Regions from separate parts of the Mus musculus genome. Here all the other regions are linked to region 2. The links are chromatin contacts, called in public promoter capture Hi-C maps. All regions are on one chromosome and are shown on one strand. The core of a region is the stretch at or near the end of the contact, and the rest is flanking DNA. Distances in the headings are between cores, read along the strand shown.

Region 1 (4,522 bases), core at 369-2,868, 550 kb before region 2:
ATGTTTTGCCAGCTGCAGATAAGTTTCTTTGATTGTGTTATGTTTGGAATTCTGGGAACTTTTCAGAGGATATATAGATGCTAGGGCCCCGAGAAGTGGGAGTGGATGTTGGTCGTGGTGTGTGTGTTGCAGTTTTGTTAGTCGTTATGCTCAAAGTAGAAACAAGGAAAGAAATTAGATTCAGGAATCTCTATCCCACTCTCTCCCCCCATCCTTCTTTCTCTCCTATCTGGTGATGGTGGGGTGAAACAGGGGTGGGAAAAAGAACCACAAAGTAGCAAAGACCAACTACAGGAAGCTCCTGTGACAGAGTGAGGCAGAGACAAGGGGTGTGAACATACTTGTGGAATGGGGCTGACCCTTGGACCCCTCAATTAAGGCAAGGGTTTTACATTTGACAGCAAAGAACTGGCAGTTGAGGTTACCTCACTTTCTAATAGAACAGAAGGCCCCTAGAAGTTCAGGGGACTCCCTGGCTGAGAAGAAGGCTACAAAGACAAGCTGGTTGGGGGAAGGTTCAAACACCAAGCATTTGCTGTCAGGAAGTGGGGACAGCAAGTTGAGGGAAAGAGACTGACGGGTAGAGGAAGACGGCAGGATATAGGACAGGAAAGTAGGAATGACTAGACTTCTTGATACTGCCCTCCTGGAGGAGGGGATTCCCAGACACTCCCCATCCCCTAGGAATTATGCTGGTTTAGGTGTGTATGCCAGTTCCAGGACCAGGCCACAGTTTAACTTCTTCAGTATAAAGAGATAAGAATACCATTCTTTTTATTATTTGTGACTGTGTGAACGTGCAGACCATAACATATGGGGGATAGGGAAGACTCATGGGAATTGGTTCTCTCCTTCCATTCTGTGGGTCCCAGAGTGTGAATCAGGTCATCAGACTGACACATCCACAGAGCCATCTCCCTGGCCCTCAGATGACCTAAGGATTTAAAGAAAGACAAAGGCGAGCCTACAACGAATTCCTGGGGCTCATGCAGGCCCTTCCCAGCAACCAGCCCCATTCCATCCAACTCTTCTTAGTCCAGGACACGCTCCATGAAAGCTGGGGTCTTGGAGGATCATTCACCTTTTGATGCTTGGGGTTTCAGACCAAATCGTGGATGGACTTCTTGTGACTGCGCCTTACCCAGGGCTCTGAAAGAGGATCAACTTCTTCACTTAGCCCTCTCCGCCTGGCGACATGCCCTAGGTGCAACCTCCACCCACTCTTGCCATGTGCACCCTTGTTACAGTCTCATGTGCAGTCTACAAAGGGAAAACCTGAGTCCCAGAATAACTTCCCACCCACGACTTGCAGGTTCCATCCCTGAGCTCCCAGTCCCTCCGCCTACAGGCACCTCCTGCTAAGCTGAAGTTAGCCCTTTGGGACTCCAGAATGGGCACCTTGGGGACCCTCAGGACAGCTGGGGGAGGGCACAGGGCCCCGTAGGTGTAGGTCCTTGCTCACTGGCTCGCACTACTCAGGGAGTCTGCTAGGCCACGGAACCCCAAGCGTCTCTTCCTTCGGTACCAGCGCACAGGTCGGAACTCTTTTGTGTTGAGACTCCTGTTTCTGCCCGGCGGGATCGGAGCGCCGCTCAGGGTGCACCGGGACCAAGGTTACTGACTCCAGTCGCTATGGTAACGTGGCCCGCGCTGTAGGTTCGGGCGGGAGAGTGCTGGCGCTCGGAATCCTGGAGACCCGGGTCCCAGCTGGCGCAGCTCTAGGTCGCACGCGGGAGACGAAGCTAATTCCGCTGGGACCGTCCTGGCACACGCGGTGAGTGGACGGTCATCGCATCAGGTTCTTGCTCCCCTGTAGCTTTCTTTGACTCAGACTCCCAAACGCCTACCTCGTGATTAGCCACACGCGCTTCACAGCGCTTCAGTCCCTCACTGACTTCATTAGTCCATTATCTTGTAGACTACTTGTCATCCTGGCTTGGCCCGATATTTTACACAATTAAGTTACACATTTTAAACAAGAAAATGGCGCGCTCGTGCCTCCCAGAAGGCAAACGCCCCATTACTGGGGAATACTTTCGTCGCCAAGGTTTGAGTGGTTTAAGTGGTGGCTGCCAAGGGGCTAACATAAAGTTATTATTTTCTACTCGGCATGGTGGCACATGCTTTAAAATCCCAGGATTTGGGGGCAGAGGCAGGCGGATTTCTGTTATTTCGAGGCCGGCCTGGTCTGCATAGTTCCAGGACAGCCAGAGCTATGTAGAGACTCTGTCTTAAAATCTAAATAAATAACAAGGTTTCTGTTTTCTTTCCTTTTTTTTTTAAGATTTATTTATTTATTATATGTAAGTACACTGCAGCTGTCTTCAGACACATTAGAAGAGGGCATCAGATCCTACTACAGATGGTTGTGAGCCACTATGTGGTTGCTGGGATTTGAACTCAGGACCTTTAGAAGAGCAGTCGGGTGCTCTTACCCACTGAGCCATCTCACCAGCCCCCAGGTTTCTATTTTCTTATTGTAAATAATAAACACCATTTGGGGAGGTGCTTGACTGTGTAAAAGTCTTGCTTTTAACCATATTTTCAGCTACTAATTTTAGCATACGTCAGTGAAAGCTTCCTGATTTTTTTTTTTCTTTTGATTTCATGTTTTATTCTTGCTATGTTGGGTGCAGAAAAAGAATCACAAGTTAACTGAATCAAAGGCCATTCAGACCATTCGGACTGAAGTGGGATCCAGTTTCCAGCAGTCTTTATTTAGAATCGGCATCAGTGTAGGTTTCAATCACTGCTCTGGCAGCTGGGGCCCAGGGAGAGCTGCAGGAAACAAGAACAGGCTGTATTCTCCAGGGCTCCTGCCTGGGTACAGGTCGGTCCTCCCTGGGAATAGCAGGTGGAGGATAACAGCGACTCCAAGGGATGGGCTAGTCATGAAGAGATGGAGATCATTGATGTCCCCACAGGGAGGACCTCAGAGGTCACTGCCCTTCCACCTGTATCCTGGAATCTTTTATGAAACTGCTCCATGAGAACCAGGCAGGAATTTCATTGGCTTCAGGAATAGTCCAGTATAAGCCCACTGTCTTAGTCACTGTTCTGTTGCTATGAAGAGACGCCATGACCAAAGCAACTCTTATAAAAGAAAGCATTTAACTAGGGGCTGGTGTACAGCTTCAGAGGCTTAGTCCATTATCATCATGGCAGCAAGCATGGTACTTGGTAGCTGACAGCTACACCCTAATCTAGAGACAGGACAGACTGAGACAGCCTGGCGTGGGCTTCTGAAACCTCAAAGCCCACCCTAGTGACACACACTTCCTCCTATAAGGCCACACCTCCTAATCCTTCTAATCTTTACAAACAGTTCCACTCCCTGGTGACTAAGCATTCAAATACATAAGCCTATGGGAACCATTCTTTTTTTGTTTGTTTTTGTTTTTCGAGACAGGGTTTCTCTGTATAGCCCTGGCTGTCCTGGAACTCACTCTGTAGACCAGGCTGGCCTCGAACTCAGAAATCCACCTGCCTCTGCCTCCCGAGTGCTGGGATTAAAGGCATGTGCCACCAAGCCCGGCTTCTTGTCTCTTCTTAAGCACCCACATAATTCCAGTAATTTCACTCTGAAGAACCACCATGTCTATTCTGACTCCTGGATTTTCTTTTTACTGGAGCCACAAGGTCTCATTTGAAGCTGGCAGAGAATCAGCACTTACACTGCCTGATGTGGAGTCAGATAGCCGTGCTTAAGTGTGGTGACCTCTTTCTGTCTCTGGCAGCTTCAGTCCTGAAGGAATTCTATATGTGATATCTGTCAAATATTTTTCTATTTCCGTTACTCCTACATTGATTAGCTGGCACTTTGTTGTAAAACAGAGTCTTTCCTTATAATTTTTTCCATTAGTTAATTTAGTCACATCTTGGTTGCTGCCCCTCTCCCTCCGTCCACTCTCCCCTGTTAAGGCCTGGGTGACTGTTGCCTATCCAGCCAGCCATTTTGTGCTGTTATTAATGTTATAGGGAAACTTTGTCCTGCTCTAGTTGATCTCATATTCTGCTATGTTCTACGCTTTGGTGTTCTGGGAAACCGGCAGAGGTCGGTTAGAACTGCTTTGTATAAGCTTGCACCCGAACTGCCAGCAGCTCTTCCTGAATCTATATATGAACTTTTATGGTTTCTTGTCTTTGTAAGTTGCCCTGGGATAGACCCCAACGTAAGAAAGACAACTGCACCAATATAATAAGCCATTTGGATTAAAACTTTCATTTTGAGTGGGAGTTGAATAAAGTTTAAGTTCCTCCCTGGGAACCGACATCCTGCTTGGCAGAAACAGACATGTACGTGGGTAACTGACTTCCTGCTTGGTAAGTTAAGACATGGATATTAGGCAAGTCAAGTTGCCCAGCCACAGTTGACTGACTACCCCAACCAATGGGAGCAGGATAAGGATACAAAAAAGACATGTTCCTAAGGAAATCCCCTATTCCTAAATCCCGATTGGTGGAATAACTTGGCACAGATATTTGTGGATTTCAAGGCTTAAAGGCTCTGTAAAATCCTAGC
Region 2 (4,709 bases), core at 1,228-3,727:
CTGGGACTGTGGAGCCATTGGGCTTGGTTTGGTATTGACAGGGTCATCCTGAGGGGTTAGCAGTGGTAGAGAGCAAGGCAAGTGATCTCTCCAGCTACCTGCCAGCAGTAGAGAGAGAGAGAGAGAGTGCTGAGGGCTGGTAGTGTCTCTGGCTAGGGCTTCACCTTTCGGTTTTTTGTTTTTTGTTTTTTCTGGTCCCTGAGTCTGGCATTTCTGTCTGTGACTTAGCTATGTTTCTGATGCCAATCACACTAGCACCATTACATGCTGGGCAGGTGCTGGGCAGCACAGACGCTGGAGACCTGTTTGCCACTGCTTGTCCCCCATTCATCTTTGTCTACAAAGTTAATTACGTTCTCATGTTCTGGCATCCACATAATTCTTGTTTTCTCTGACTTATAGCTAAAGAAATTTTTGTGGTTTCTCTGCTTATGGTTTTGAGTTACTCTTTGTTCAGTAATGCACTTTATTTTATTGTCCAAAGAGAGTCAAGCTAAAGCTACCACCTTGGGGTGAGCCCTACAGAAGGTTCAGACCCGGGCAGCTCAGCTACCTCCTTCTACATGGAGGTGGCCCTGGTCCCACCTCTAATCCCTACTGTCATCAGGCACTACAGCCCAAAAAGAGGTGCTTGTGAGCACACCCACCCAAGTGAACCCAGTGGCTGCCATGGTCCTCTTCAGGCTCAGAGATGGGTCTAGCCCTGGCCTTGCTCTGATCAGCCTGCTCCTGGGGCATGGGTGCTCCCGCTTCTGCTCTGCTTGGGCTCACAGGTATGCACTGGCTGGGTGTGGATGAGTATTTTTCTGACCCCAGCCCTGCAGTGGAACCTAATAAAAGCACCTGAAGCGATTGTCCTGCTCCCAGTGCATTGTTCCTGTGCCCAGAACCACAGTCCACCGGTGTGGCATGGATGTGTTGCCTTGTAAGGACAGTCCTGAGTGTTAGAACCTGGTGTGCAGAAGATAAACTGACGATGCTTCCAACCCTGGAGGTGACTCCGATGCTGCAAAGAATTCATCTCCCACTTGTTTCCACTCAAGGTGTCTTCAGAGCAGCCTGGGGCTTGGGCTCAGATCTGTTTCAGAGACCACTCAGAAATGATAAAATAGGTCCAGGCTTCACCCTTGGGTTAAAGTTGGTTTTTGTTTTTTTGTTTTCACTTAATTTACAGCTGGGCATAGTGGTCTGTGCCTTTATTCCCAGTACTCTGGAAGCACAGACAGGCTACAACTATAAAGCCTAAGAAATAAATATTTGGGGCTGGGGGGTGTCCAGTTCCAGACAGAGCTTTTTGTTTTTTGTTTTGTTTTGTTTTCATAAGCGTTGCTGTTGTAGAACTAGCTTTGTAGACCAGCCTGGCCTTGAACTCAGATCCACCTGCCTCTGCCTCCTGAGTGCTGGGATTAAAGGTGTATACCACCACACAGCTTTTATTTATTTAATCGTATGCTTTTGTACACATAAATACCTTAGTAAAAGATGTAGGAGCCCCTGGAGCTGTTGGGGGTTGTGAGCTTCCCTATGTGGATGCTGGGAATCAAACTTGGGTCTTCTGCAAGTACAGCGTGTGCTCTTACGGCTGAGCCGTCTCTCCAGCCCCAGGATGTTGTTCTGACATCTACACTAGGGTTACACTATGCTCTCTAAGTTCACAGGACGTTTTGTGCCTGGTTGTGACCCCACACACCTTTGTAGATTTGTCCGCTGTAATTTTCAGATGAACGTTCTTTTAAGAGTCAAGGTTGCCTGCGCTGGCTCCGAACTCAAGTATTCCTGCCTTCAGCCCTCCGAGTAGCTGCCACTTCAGAAGCATAGGCAGTGGTGTCTAGTTTCTGATGAGTGCTCTGGAAGAGTAGTATTTCATCTTGTACTTGGAGCCTCATTCCAGGGTAGGATTCTCCGCCTGCTCCCTCAGGGAGCCCCAAGAAGAGCTGTCATTGAAGAAAATGTGGTTTCCCTTAGACCCAGCTCATTAGGGTTTTCAGCATCCTCTGCTGTAGAATCACATCCTGCCGCGTTCATGAGTGGAGCAAAGGCTCTTCTGGATGGCTGGCCTGAAGCACCTTTTTCCCTATCAAGGGACTGAATGGTGTGCTGTGCCACCCTACTCCTGAAACCCCGTGCTATACGGGTGGTGCTCTCAAGTGCTGTCACAAAACGGTGCCAGGGCAAGTGCTGCATACAAGCCTTGCACCAGAGCAACCTCTGCTCAACAGGTAGGTGATCCGAGGCAAGGGCCCTGACGCGGGCCCCAGTGAACTTGCAGGACTGCATTATTTGGCTACCCTCTGGCTTTGTGCCTCCCGTTGTGGCTCTTTGCTAAGCCACGGTGTTTGGGGGCGTTCCCGCCCTCTAGCGGACCGTAGAGCAACTGTCCCCGCCCCTGCAGCAGGCTCCGGCCACGCCTCCGCAGCGGCCGCTTTACGGCGGAGGCCGCGCCGCGCCGTGGGCGGCCGTAAAGCCTGGAGGCGGCACCGCCCCTCCGGGCTGAGCTCTGGCCCGGCGCCCGCAGGATGGCGGGCGCTTCCTCGCGCGTGCACTACCTGTCGGACTTCTGCTGCCCGCTCGGAGGCCGAGCGGCGGGGAAGCCGTTTGTGCTGCGGCATGAGGCTGAGGTCTTTCTGTCCACCGGACGCGAGTTCGTCTATGTGTATGACCAGGAGGGCGGGCTGCTGACGGTGAGCGGAGGGCGGGAGGGCGGGCGGGCGGCGCCGTTCCGAGGTGAGCCGGGGCCGCGTGTGCCCTCGCCTGACCTCGCTCTCCTGGCGCCCAGGCGGTGTACCAGTTTCCCGACCAGGTATGGCACCTGCAGCTCCTGGCCATCCGCAGGGCACTCTACGTCCTGTGTGCCCGGACTGGCATCTACTGCCTGTCGTTGGACTCGCTGGACAGGTGAGGGGGCGTGGCCCCACGCGGCCGGCCAGTGACAAGTCGGGTCCCCAGGGAGGCCGGCTTTCATGTCCTCCTAGTTGTGAGAGGTTTGTCCCAGTAGTAGTCCCTTTGACGGCCACTGACAACACACTGGGGTAGGAAGCAGAGGACTGCGGTCTAGGCCGCCCATTCCCGCTCTCTAGTACCTGTGCATATGCAGGCGTGGCAGTTGTGTCTGCTTTTGTGAAGTTCTTAGCTGTTGAGGCTCAGGTAGTGAAGTCTGCAACCAGGAGCACCGCTATCACTGCCCTCCGGTGCCTGGCAAGACCTCTTGGAAGTGGGTCTCAGAAGACGGTGTCTCTGGCAAGCAGTGAGTGGCAAAAGCTCGTGTCCCTTGGCTTGTGCTGGAAGAACTCACCGTGCACAGCCCAGGCAGCCTTGGGAATAGTTCCCAAGCTGCCTCGATCTGCAGAGCTATGTTTCTGGCTGATCCTGTGTCAAGCGTGTGTGTGTGTGTGTGTGTGTGTGTGTGTGTGAGAGAGAGAGAGAGAGAGAGAGAGAGAGACCTACCTGCTGAATGGCCTGTGATGTCTCCTGCCTAGCCTACTCAGAGCAAGTCAGGTTACTGCTGAGCACGGTGTGAGTCTACCCCACCCAATACTGACTATGCTTCCATTGTTCCTGAAGGTCTGGGAGCCAGGCCTGTGAGGACAAAGAGGAAGCGGCTCCCCCCTACCCTGTGATCCATGTGGACCCGGATGCGTGTGTCCTCCCTGACGCTGCCCTCTGTGCCTTCACCGTGCTGGATGATATGCTGGTCACCCTGGCACAGGGCCCCACCCAGTGGAAGATGCAGCTGTTTGAGCGTCCCTGTGCAGGGGAGGAGCCTCTGCCCAGAGGCCAGATTGGTGAGGTGGAGTTGTCCACTTGCACCCCACCAGGTGGGGTGCCAGAGAAGCCTGCAGCCCCCCGCTTCCTGCCCGTGCTGTGCTGCGTGTTCCCACCAGACTCCAGGGCACCTCATGGTCACCCCCAGGGCTGTGGGTGCTTCACGCTGGAGGAGGCTCTCTTTGGTCTACTCTTTGGAGTCGATGCCACCCTCCTGCAGTCCCCTGTGATCCTCTGCGGTCTCCCTGATGGCCAGCTTTGTTGTGTGGTCCTGAAGGCCTTGGTTACTTCTGGGTTAGCCCCTGGTGACCCAAAGGTCCTGGTCAAGATCCTCCACCACCTAGAGGAGCCTGTGATCTTCATTGGGGCTTTGAGGGCAGAGCCACACGAGGAGGAAGCAGCAGGAGAGCTGCTGCCTGGCCAGCATGAACACTCTGACTGCCTAGTAGCCCTTGGTCACCAGGGCCGGACACTGGCCATCAAGGCCAGCTGGAGTGAGTCAGGGAATCTGGTGCCGGAGCTGCGTGAGTATTGCCTCCCAGGGCCTGTGCTCTGTGCTGCCTGTGACAGGGATGGCCACGTGTACCACAGCACTCCCTCAGACCTCTGTGTGGTAGACTTGACTCGGAGAGACAGTCCTTGGAACCCTGAGAAGCCAGACGGGGCCATAGGAGGTCTACCCTCTGTGCTGTGCCCAGCCAGCTTGAACATCTGCAGCGCCCTGGCTCTGTGTGTGACAGCAAGGGCACCTACAGGTATGAGCTGCCATTCGTCATCATAGAGGCGCAGGACAGGCTCCTCCCTGACGGTCTCTTCCCTCAGCTGTCCTTCTTCCTTGCCTTTTTGTTTGGTGAGACTTTTGCTAATTCAGCAGGTATGGGCCTTCCTCATCAGGCTCATCACAGACCAGAAGTTCACTCACTCCTGTCTTGGGGTCAAGGACCTTT
Region 3 (4,652 bases), core at 236-2,735, 570 kb before region 2:
GGATTAGAGTCCTAAAGTCCCGGAACACCGGCATACTGTGGGGTCCCACGCACTGGCCCCTTCAACATTACTTCTTGATGGTTCTAAGGCCTACTGTGCTTTCTCCTCGCTGCCCCTCGAAATTTAGGCATCCAAGCAGTGAGATCGTTTTTACGGGGAGCAAGCCCTGCCCAAGGTCACTGGTGATGTGGCCAAGTCCATCTTGGAACCAAACCACTGGTTATTCAAAGTCCTTGCCAAGAAGGGGCCACATGTATCTCGGTAGTGTCCTCAGTGCCCCTTAAGGGGTAGACTCATCCTTTGCACAGCATCCTAGCTGTGCACTAGTCACTGCTCATCCTGAGTGAGTCCACACACTTTTAGGACTGTCCTCGTTCCTCAACACGGACGGACCCAGCACCCACGGGACACCAGCCAACTTTGGGCCTGTACAATGATGCCGGGAGCCCTCGGGGATAACCTGCTCCCAACAGAAGAACTTTGGGAAAGCTAATGAGCCTGTGTTATGGGGAGAACCTTGCCGTTACGCTCAGACCAACCTGTTGTCCTGAAAGGGTTCCTGTCGGCCTGGGCCCTGCTGCCCTCTCCTTGCTTGTCACCCAGATTCCAAGCACTATCAGCTGTCCAGAGTTAACAGTTTCTTGAGCCTGTCTGTTGACTGGACCAGCATCCAGGCAGGCGCCTAGTCAACCCACTTGTCAGGTAAGAAAACAGACCGTGCCTGGTTTTCCTATCGGATGAGAATAGAGCAAACAGAGCCCACTCCGGAGGAAAACCCCACTTTCATGTGCCTAGTTTGGGTTAATAGTGGTGGCTGGGTAAGAGTTGATGAGTTTAAGATGGTAGAAAAGGTGGATGTAAAGAGATGAAAGAGACCCGAGGGCATACCTCCCCCAACGTGGCACCATTCCGAAGCGCACGTGTCCCTCTCTCTCACTGGGCGGCCTGCTGACGCCCGCTGGAGATTCGGGGTTCCAAGGAGGCTGTAGCATTCCCACCAAATATAGCCCAGGTTCCCCGGCCGTCCGGCCACGCTCCAACCCTCTTGGGCCGAGCTATTTATACTCTGGACGTTTGGTCGCCCAGGGCAGCTGCCCTCCTGGACGAAGCCCAGCCCCCGAGGGCTACCGGATGGATAGATAGGCGTCTACGAGGGCAGGGAAGCAGGATGCAAGCGCGCAACTGGCTGTTCATGGCCCTTTGGTGGAGCCGCAGTGGTGAGAAGGTTCTCCAAGTCAAGAAAGAATGGGGCTGGAGAACCAGGAGGAGAGAGGGTCAGGGGCCGGGAGCTCCAGGTCTGGATCCCCCGCCTGATGATCGAAGGCCCCAAACCTTGGGCGACTGGAGGCGGGGGGAGGGTCCCAGCCTCGCTCCGCGCGCCAAGCATCTCGCCGCGCCTACCTGTTACCGCCAGCCGCTGTATCTGCCTCTGTCCGCCTTGGCTGCCCGGCGCCGCGCCGGGGGCGACTTTAAGTGCTCTCATCCGTCGCGCGGCACGTCCCCCGCGCACGTCACCGCTGCCTGGCGCCGCCCCTGCCCTCCCCACCCGGACCCCGCGCCGCTGCCGGAGGGGGCGCCCTGGCCGCTGTTCCCCGACGGCGCGGACAATGCCATCTCCACTTAACAGGGAGACCAGGCTGGCACTCGCTCTATAGGCGCCCGGGGCCCGGGCCCCACCCAACGCAGACCTTCTCACTGTTCTCTTCCGCGCCCTTGGGCCGTGACTACCCACCTCTGCTTCCCATTCTACCCTCCATTTATCCCCTCCCAAGACTGTGGGCTCCTTCCATGATTCCTGCAAGAGAGTGGCAATGTCCTCGCTATCTCCGAGACTGGGACCTTTTGCCCTCCAGACCCTGGCCTTCTGGCCTGCGCCTTCTGCCGGGTGGCACACGCCCCCACCACACCTCATGCACACAGGGCTCCTGCCGCCTGCCTACTTCGGACTTTCGCCCCATCCAAACCACCATACCTTGCTCGTGCCTCAGCCTGGGCTATTGTGTGGCTGTGGCAGCTGTCTTCCCTAGTTAGGAAGACTCAGGCACCTTGGACTGACCGGGGATCTTGGGCAAGGCTGTCAACCTCCCTGAACTTCCGTTTTCCCCTGTGGTCGGGGCCCTGCAACAAAGTCAGATACAGGCACTGACACAGCCCTGCTCTGTCGCCCCTCAACTCCTATAGAAGTGATTTTTATGGGGGGATTTCTGCTCCACTCTAGCCTGTATAGCTCCCTGGGGGGCGGGGGGGGGGGCAAAGAAACCTGGTGTTTTTATTAACAAGCTGTAAGTTTAAACCGGGCAGGTTCTGAGATTGCTATAACATCCTAACTATAGACGCCACATTACTTGCCAACTGAGTCTTGCTGTGTTTGCTCTGCCCCATGAGTGTCCTCAGCGATTTTCTCTCGGCCACGTGCTCATGGTCCATCCTCCCAGACCATCCTGCCTCAAGGCAGGCCTCTTCCTTCCCCTGCCTTTTTCCTTTTCCTGGTACCTACTGGAGATACCCCTACTCATCTCAAGTTCCACCTTCCTCTCTTTCCTGCCCAGTCACAGGCTTTAGCCTTTTACTATCCAATCAGAAGTTATTGGGGAGCATTCTCCACAGCACATTGGTCAATACGCTGCCCATGTCCAGACTGCAACCTGATCTTGGGGCACAGAACTCTTGGGGCATCTGAATACACAGAGCACAAGAGCAATCCTAACACTCCCAGCCCAGTGTGGGAGATGAGGACAGGACAGCAGCTTTGCATGCTGCTCTACAAATGCTGACTTCCCGGAAAGGAACAGGATTGGGAGAGAGTAGAGCCATTCTGAGCTGGGAGAGTTCTTTCCAGTCCTCCGAGGGGTGCAAGGGGTGCCGATTCAAACCCATGCCACACAATGGAAATGACCAATGACCGGGCAGTTTGGGTGAGGAGATGAGGAGGCATCTCGGAGTATGGCCTTTGGTGGACAGGGCCCAAGACACTTACCCTAGGGTACCCAGTCCATCTCACTTCTAATGTGGCTCCTAAATGACCCCAGGTCCCCCGAAACTAGGAAATTTTGATAATAACTCAACATTAGACAAAGATCTTAACACAGCCAGAATGGGAAAGGGTGACCTCCGAGTCCAGAAGGTCACAGCTGCCCATTCTTTTGACCATGATAGCAGTGGTGAAGAGGTTGGGCACCATGTGCCTTAGCTGTGGCTCCCATAGTCCACCATCCTGAGTCCTTACCTACGAAGATGCCCAGCCTGGTAAGGCCAGATGCTCTATCACGTGTTTACTCTCCAATGGCCCTCCATGAAGAGTCATTCAGACTCCACCCATGCCTAGGGCCTGACTATTATTCAAAAGGTGCTTCAGAAACAACACATGTGAGGACCCCATAGCCTACAAGTGGCACTGTGGGGGGGGGGGGGCTTCGATCCTTAGGGATGGAGACCTGTGACAGGTAGCTGACAAACTTCAGCCTCAGCCACTGGGTATGTCACAAATACCCAGACCCTTCCCACAGATGCTGGGGCATAGCCAGGTGTACTGGCCACCCCTACCCTGCCTTCAGACCAAATAACACGGCGCTCCCAACAGGGAAACAGAAGCCAAGCCAGTGCTTCCAGGGTCTCAGAGCCTCCTCCTGTCTCCCAAAGGTTAGGAGCAGCACCATCAATAACCATGTTTCTGCAGACTCGGCGACCTAGTTTCCCTAGAGGACCCAATAGTCCTTTTTCTGAGTTAGAAGCATTCAGTACCTAGAGGCAAAGAATAAATTCCGTAGTACAGCCGCTACAGCTCTGTGGCTCACGTAGCAATGATGTGGGAGCTCTCTTCAGACCTGGATCTAGTGTCCAGATGACCCACTATGGCCCTGTACCAGCCCAGGATGTCCCCTTCTAAAGGGAAGGTACTTGGGAAGATGTAGCTACTATCCCTGGTGAGGTGACAGTTACCTAGAAACTGCCTGGTGATCCAGTCAGATCTGGCCCCACCCTCTAAACTCCACGTCCCTCCAGGCAGCCTACTCTTCTCACCTCTTTCCACTCCAGTCTACAGTTTCAAGTCCCATCAGGCCCTGGAATGTGCTCCGAGGCAACTCAGTGGCCCAAACCCTGGGGGACGTGGACTTTCCCAAGATTCCTGACCCTAGGAACCATGGGATGTGAAGGATCTATCACCAGTCTTAAGCAATCATCCAGTCTTCCGGATGGCCTCCTGGCTCCTCCTCTGTCTCCAAAATGATCTTAGAAATAAGGAGAGAATTATCTGAAGGTGTCCTGTCAGCTACCCCAAGGTGGGTGGAAGGTCAAACCTCCTCTCTGGTCAGGAAGATTCTGTAGAGCCAAATGGACGCCACATTGGCGGCCCATGGGGTTTCTTCACGATCAACCTGATTACAGATCATCACTATGCCTGGACAAGCCTGCATGAACCACCCAGCACCAGTTGCTACCCCATGATGGACTGGGGCCAAGACAAGCTGGGTCAGGTAAAGAAAGCCAAGTCACTGGGACAAACATTCCGTCCCGAGCACAGCTTCCACCCCCCCCACCCCCCCCAGGTCTGCAGCTGCCTGTCTCTTACTCCTGCTGCCTGGGTGATCTCTGTCCAGGGGATCTAGGACACACTATTGAAATCTTTACTCCACACCTAGAGCACTTTTCTC

Evidence for each region. Promoter capture Hi-C pulls out the DNA fragments that hold promoters and counts their contacts.
Region 1: a promoter capture Hi-C map of pre-B cells shows a contact between it and region 2, with 3 times the contacts expected there. The contact joins the promoter of Ccdc57 here to the promoter of Faap100 in region 2. A contact is called at or near these places in 2 of 39 promoter capture datasets (liver and pre-B cells) and 1 of 115 datasets of contacts at active chromatin or transcription factors (pancreatic cancer cells).
Region 3: a promoter capture Hi-C map of neutrophils shows a contact between it and region 2, with 2.8 times the contacts expected there. The contact joins the promoter of Slc16a3 here to the promoter of Faap100 in region 2. A contact is called at or near these places in 3 of 39 promoter capture datasets (embryonic stem cells, liver and neutrophils).

The regions. Positions count from the first base shown.
Region 1 is chr11:120,929,968-120,934,489 of GRCm38.p6, reverse strand. It overlaps Ccdc57 (coiled-coil domain containing 57), which reads left to right and starts at 1,618. Exons shown (of 19, transcript NM_027745.1): 1 at 1,618-1,774. A430102A20Rik (a long non-coding RNA gene) reads right to left here and starts at 1,626. Exons shown (of 3, transcript XR_880367.2): 1 at 1,399-1,626; 2 at 1,082-1,149; 3 at 478-934.
Region 2 is chr11:120,376,514-120,381,222 of GRCm38.p6, reverse strand. It overlaps Faap100 (Fanconi anemia core complex associated protein 100), which reads left to right and starts at 2,477. Exons shown (of 10, transcript NM_027980.2): 1 at 2,477-2,681; 2 at 2,777-2,895; 3 at 3,562-4,517. The coding sequence starts at 2,517. Nploc4 (NPL4 homolog, ubiquitin recognition factor) reads left to right here. Exons shown (of 17, transcript NM_001195023.1): 17 at 1-1,425.
Region 3 is chr11:120,945,900-120,950,551 of GRCm38.p6, reverse strand. It overlaps Slc16a3 (solute carrier family 16 (monocarboxylic acid transporters), member 3), which reads right to left and starts at 1,485. Exons shown (of 6, transcript NM_001038653.1): 1 at 1,402-1,485.